Regions from separate parts of the Capra hircus genome. Here region 1 is linked to region 2. The links are chromatin contacts, called in public Hi-C maps. All regions are on one chromosome and are shown on one strand. The core of a region is the stretch at or near the end of the contact, and the rest is flanking DNA. Distances in the headings are between cores, read along the strand shown.

Region 1 (2,963 bases), core at 400-2,899, 180 kb before region 2:
TACCACCAGAGCTCGCTGCCTGCTGTAAAGACTTGGTTTGACCCTCCTCTTATTGCCACCTTCCCGCCTGGCACCCTCCCCGCCGTCCTCTCTGGTCTGAATCTTTCCATAGTGCTCCTGTACCTGGCACCTCCATAAATGATGTTATAAACCCCCTAGAGACCCGGCATCCCCAGGACCCCAGAGGCCATGCAGCCGGCACCCTGGCCAGGTCTCTAGACCCACTTGGCTCCAAATTCCTGGCAGAGGCAAAGGGCTGGTATGAGGTGGACCAAAAAAACAAAAAAGGCTGGGGTTAGTCAATTTGGGCAACTATGTGGCTTCAGTTTAGGGGTGCCCTAGGCATCATGGCCCCATCCAGTCCCCACTGCCCAGGAGAATTTGGGGCCTTCTAGGTAAGAAGAACCAGGCATCAAGCACCACCCCCCACCCCCAGGTCCCTGAGATAAAAGACTGGTCATGGAGGAACACCTGGGGGAGACGATGGGTTTGAGGGTGGATGTGAGAGTCCCTCATCACCAAGCGCTTTCCATAAAGGGTCAAGGAGCCCGGATCTGCCCCCACCAACTACATTCCGGGGCTGAAAAGGGGAAGCAGGCCTCTGCTCTGCAGCATTAACGCAGGCTGGCAGCTATTTGCAAGGCTGTCTGTGGCCATTCTGAACAGGCCTGAGAAGGCAAAGCCCAGCCCCAACAGCCCTCAATGGGTACAAATGGCAATTTGGGGGCTGCTGGGGTGGGGGTGGGGCTCCCTAGGTGGCACTAATGGTAAACCAGCTGCCAGCCAATCCAAGGGAAGAGATGCGGGCTTGATCCCTGGGTGGAGAAGATTCCCTGGAGGAGGGCATGGCAACCCACTCCAGCATTCTTGTCTGGAGAATCCCATGGACAGAGGAGCCTGGATGGCTACAGTCTGTAGGGTCATAAAATCAGGACATGACTGAAGCAACTTAGCGTGGGGCGGGGCATGGAGTTTCTTTGTTGAGACTTCCGGAGCCTGAAAATAGACCAGGAACCAGGGAGACTGTGCAGCTGGTCACATACCTTGCCCAGTACTGAGGCCACCTTCCTGCTCAGGGGCCGGGGGCTGGGACCCTGCCCAGCATCCCATGCCCCTCCTCTCCTCTCCGCGCCTAAGAAGCCCAGGCAGGATCCTCCAAGCCAGCTGAGGGCCCAGCCCCCCACCTCCCTAGAAGACCCTCGTCCCTCCCCTGGTGGGTCCTGTAAGTCTATTTTGGAAACTGTCCATGTTCCCTGCCGTAGGTAGCAGAGCTAATTTATCATGTTTATCCCCCCTGAGCCTCCCTTTTTTATATTATCTATCAAGAGGAGTTTTTGTAATATAAAACAGGACGCCCACACTGATGGTTTTGCACTGGTTTTTGTGACTGTTTCTTACAAAAAGGAAAAGGAACGAAGAATAAATAGTGACCGTGAGGAACGGTGGTCTTGATCGGAGGTGGGGACGGAGGAGGCTGGGGCCGGGGCAGGAGCTTGGCGGGAGTGAACTGAGTAGGGCCATCTTGGTTGATCTTCTCGAACTTTTAGGACGGACAGCGCCGTCCCTGCGGGTCCTCGTCCACCCTCTCTGGAGCCAAGGCCGTGCCACCCACCCCAGCTTGGCCGGCCCGGCCTGGCCCTGCTCCGGCACCCCATACTTCCCCCTTGCATGCCAGCCTCCCTCCCCTGCTCAGCAGCTGGTTCTTAGGACAAACCGTCCATCACTTGCTGGCGCATTAGCCAGGCCTCAAAAAGCATGGGTCAGCTTCGACACAGTGAGGCCGGGGGGCATGGCCCGCCAGCCACCACCACCTCCTCCCAAAGGCTGCACTGGCTCTGGGTCTGCCTGGGACTCGGTGGAGGGGTGGGGGCGGGTGGACAGGATTCTATAGAGAGACTAGAACCTCAGCCCAAGAGACAGAGGCCAGGCGGGAATGGCCCATCCTCAGGGTCCCGCTTCCCCTGCCCTCAGCCGCAGTCAGCAGCCTTGGACTCCTGACCTGCCAGGCGGGCCTCAGTTAACAGCGATGGCACCACTGGGCAAAGGCCATGCGGCCGGGTTTGTGGCCACTGGGACAGCTGTGGGCGTGGGGGAGGGCAGTGAGGCCCAGGGTCAGGTGTGGGGGGCCCCCTATGTGGCAGCAGCCGGAGCTGGGCTACACCTCAGGACCAACCACTCTGCCCCTTCAACACAGTGCTGAGACAGGAGGCAAGTCTGGGGCCCAGCCTGCTTCCCTGCACACGCGTCCCCAGGACACGGGGCCACCAATCCCCGTGTGATGGAGCGAAGGAGGGCGTCAGGTGAGGGACACGTGGTGGGCGGTGGGCACAACGGTGTTGGGCCTGCAGGGGGCTCAGCCCTTCTGGGGCACTGGGGGAGATGGGTGTGAGTGGAGGCGGCCTGCTGAACTGTTTCTTTTTGCCTTGCTGAGCTTTGAAGGTTACCCAGTCACACACACAGCCAACCCTCCATGGCAAACCCAGGACAGAAGGCCAAAGGGCAGCACGCTGGGGAAGGGAGGAAGGTGGACGAGGGGGCTGAGTCAGGTGTGCCGCAGACCCCAGAGCACATGCCCAAGTGAGGAGGAAATGCTTTTCTCTCTGCCTGATCCCCAAGCCCCATCACTGACAGGTGGCCTTCATCTGGGGTTACCTGGGTGTCCGTCTGTCAGGGCCGGCCTGGGGCCGGGGCAGGGAAGGGGCCTCCACGAGCTGGGGCCAAGGCAGAGAAGCCAAGAGTGAGGCCGGGGCTGAGAACAGGGCCCTGCTACCCCCAGGAGGCGGAAAGGGAGGTGCTGGATCAAAGGCAGCCCCCCACAGGGCTCCCTGCCAGCCCACAGCTGTGCTGGGTGTTTAGGGGGCACAGGGGCCCCTGTGTGTGGAGAGGGCCTGCATGGAAGGAAAGGAGCCCAGGGTCGAGGTCTCGGGTTTTCCAAGCAGGGGCGGGAGTCAAGTCTGGCTGCT
Region 2 (3,201 bases), core at 145-2,644:
AGGGGACGTGGGCCAGAACTGGGATTGAGACATGGGAGGTGGAATGAGGCAGATGAAGGGTGGAAGAAGGAAGTGCTTTCTGAGTCAGATCCTTCCAGAGACAGCAGGACCGGCTTCAACAGAGAGCGAGCTGAAGAACCCCTGCTAGCGAAGGGTGGAGCAATCCAGGCATGAGATGGGGACAGGTGGACTACAAGCCTATAAAGTTGCTTCCTCTTCTGAGTCTCTGATTCTACACTATTCTCTAAGCTCTGTCCAAGGATGTCACCTCCCTGCTCCAGCGAGCAGGCCTGCTCAAAGTCACCTCTTAGCCAGAAGCATGGGGCGGGGCGGGGCGGGGGGAGGGGGTGGGGTGGACAGGTGGGTACTCCGGGCCTGTGAGCCTGTTCTCAGCCCAGGTGTGGTAACTGGCTGTCCACATGTCAGGATTCCAGAACAGGAAAACTCAATGACCCGAAGTGGCGCCTGTCTCTCCATTATTGCAGTGGTTTATGCCCTCTGCCTGTAAACATCCCTGAGGGGCAGGGCAGACGATCTTGGCAAAGCCAAGAATTTCCTGGCCCTTATTCTAGGGGCAGCGTCTTCCGCAGGAAAGATGAGCACTTCGGAGAGACCAGAGCCAGTGGAGGCCGAGTGTTGGAGCCAGAAAAGTACGGGCCTGAGTAAGACGGAGGTACTGACATCCCCTCCTCTCGTGCCAACCCAGACTGGAGTCACCAAAACACGCACATCGTGCAGGGGAGGGGTGGGGGTGGGGGATGGGAGGGGGAGAGGGGCGCCAGGCGAAGGGCGGTGAGAACCGCAGGAGGATTAGAAAGGAAGAGGCTCACACTCTGCATTCGGAGGCGTTTCTACACGCCATGCTGTGCTTAGCCGTTCAGTCGGGTCCGATTTTTTGCGACCCCATGGACTGTAGCCCACCAACCTCCTCTGGCCGTGAGGATTCTCCAGACAAGGATACTGGAGTAGGTTGCCATGCCCTCCTCCCAACCCAGGGATCGAACCCAGGTCTCCCACATTGCAGGCGGATTCTTTACCACCTGGGGCCCCAGGGAAGCCCTCTACACACCGTAGTGTAGCAGCGTTAGTCGCTCAGTCGCGTCCAACTCTTTGCGACCCCATGGACTGTGGCCTGCCAGGCTCCTCTGTCCGTGGGATTCTCCAGGCAAGAATCCTGGAGTGGGCTGCCATGCCCTTCTCCACTACATACTGTAGACGAGGGCAATTTGGAAAAGGCCCCCGAACCCTAGGAGCCCCCTGACCCCAAGCATCTGGTGGGCTAGTGCTCCCTAAACTGTGGGTGGCAGCACCCAGGCATAACACAGGTCATGCTGCTCTGGCCGCCCGGACACAACGACCTCACCGGCCCTCTCAAAGTGTCCCAGATCCGCAATGCACCGGCCGCGCATCCTAGCCCAGCGCACGGCAGGAACCAGTGGGCGCCTTCAGTCCGAGTCACCGGCCGTTTTGCAGAGGTATTACTTCAGTTCTCCAGCAGAGGGCAGTACTGTGCTCCAAGGAAGAGGCGCCCTTTTCCGAAGAGCACGGAAACCAGTATGTTCTTCAGTCAGCAGGAATCTTGAAGGGACAGCCCTCCAGACTCGAACCTGAGGGTCAGATTCTCTTTTCTATTTACAGAGCTCTAATTTTAATCAAAGCAATACCTCACTTTTTAAAAATGTGAAAATGGTCTCTAAGACTCAACAAAAGCCAGCAGCTCCTCTTATCCACACCCCACCTTCAACCACTCCAAATGCTTTCAGCCTTTCTTGTTAATCTCCAGATTTCTAAAGAACCGGTTCTTGATTTCCTAGTTTTAGATGTCATCTTTGACTACTATGATGGAAGATGAGATTTATCTTTCTTAAGCTCAACATTCAGAAAACTAAGATCATGGCATCCGGTCCCATCACTTTGTGGCAAATAGATGGGGAAACAGTGGAAACAGCAGCTGACTTTACTTTTCTGGGCTCCAAAATCACTGCAGATGGTGACTGTAGCCATGAAATTAAAGACGCTTACTCCTTGGAAGGAAAGTTATAACCAACCTAGACAGTATATTAAAAAGCAGAGACATTACTTTGCCAACAAAGGTCCGTCTAGTCAAGGCTATGGTTTTTCCATAGTAGTCATGTATGGATGTGAGAGTTGGACTATAAAGAAAGCTGAGTGCCGAAGAATTGATGCTTTTGAACTGTGGTGTTGGAGAAGACTCGAGAGTCCCTTGGACTGCAAGGAGATCCAGACAGTCTATCCTAAAGGAGATCAGTCCTGAGTGTTCATTGGAAGGACTGATGTTGAAGCTGAAACTCCAATACTTTGGCCACCTGATGCGAAGAGCTGACTCATTTGAAAAGACTCTGATGCTGGGAAAGATCGAGAGCAGGAGGAGAAGGGGACGACAGAGAATGAGATGGTTGGATGGCATCACCGACTCAATGGACATGGGTTTGGGTGGACTCCGGAAGTTGGTGATGGACAGGGAGGCCTGGCGTGCTGCAGTTCATGGGGTCACAGAGTCGGACACAACTGAGCAACTGAATTGAACTGAACTGAATCTACCCCAAGCTCTCCCCTCTCAAACATACCCACGTTCTCCTCCTTGCCAGCATGTTTGTCTCTCTGTTGTTATTCAGTCAGTAAGTCGTGTCCCACTCTTTGCCGCCCCACAGACTGCAGCACACCACACTTCCCTGTCCTCCACTGTCTCCTGGAGTTTGCTCAAGCTCATGTCCACTGAGTCGGTGATGCCATCCAACCATCTCATCCTCTGTCATCCCCTTCTCTTCCTGCCGTCAATCTTTCCCAGCATCGGGATCTTTTCCAGTGAGTCAGCTTTTTGCATCAGGTGGCCAAAGTATTGGAGTCTCAGCTTCAGCATCAGTCCTTCCAATGAATATTCAAGGTTAATTTCCTTTAGGATGGACTGGTTTGATCTCCTTACTGTCCACAAGACTGTCAAGAGTCTTCTCCAGCACCACAGTTTGCAAGCATCAGTTCTTTGGCGCTCAGCCTTCTTTATGGTCCAACTCGCACATCCGTACATGTACAGAAAAAAAAAAACATAGCTTTGACTATACTGACCTTTGTCAGGGAAGTAATGTCTCTGCTTTTAAATGCACTGTCTCGGTTTGCCATAGTTTTCCTTCTAAGGAGCAGGCGTCCTGGTTTCATGGATGCACTCACCGTCCACAGTGGTTT

The links. A called contact is a pair of places that touch in the nucleus more often than the background predicts.
Region 1: a contact with region 2 is called in a Hi-C map of blood, with 5 times the contacts expected there. The contact joins two enhancer-like sites. A contact is called at or near these places in 3 of 5 Hi-C or Micro-C datasets (blood and liver).

Annotation. Positions count from the first base shown.
Region 1 is chr15:8,004,192-8,007,154 of ARS1.2, reverse strand. It overlaps TP53I11 (tumor protein p53-inducible protein 11), which reads right to left. Exons shown (of 8, transcript XM_018059209.1): 8 at 1,365-2,963. Among named protein-coding and RNA genes, the nearest start is that of TP53I11, 17 kb to the right of the region's middle. Within about 2 kb of position 1,649, at least 1 of the 5 cell types and tissues checked has an H3K27ac peak or open chromatin away from gene starts, as enhancers often do.
Region 2 is chr15:7,828,569-7,831,769 of ARS1.2, reverse strand. No RefSeq gene overlaps it. Among named protein-coding and RNA genes, the nearest start is that of TP53I11, 160 kb to the left of the region's middle. Within about 2 kb of position 1,394, at least 1 of the 5 cell types and tissues checked has an H3K27ac peak or open chromatin away from gene starts, as enhancers often do.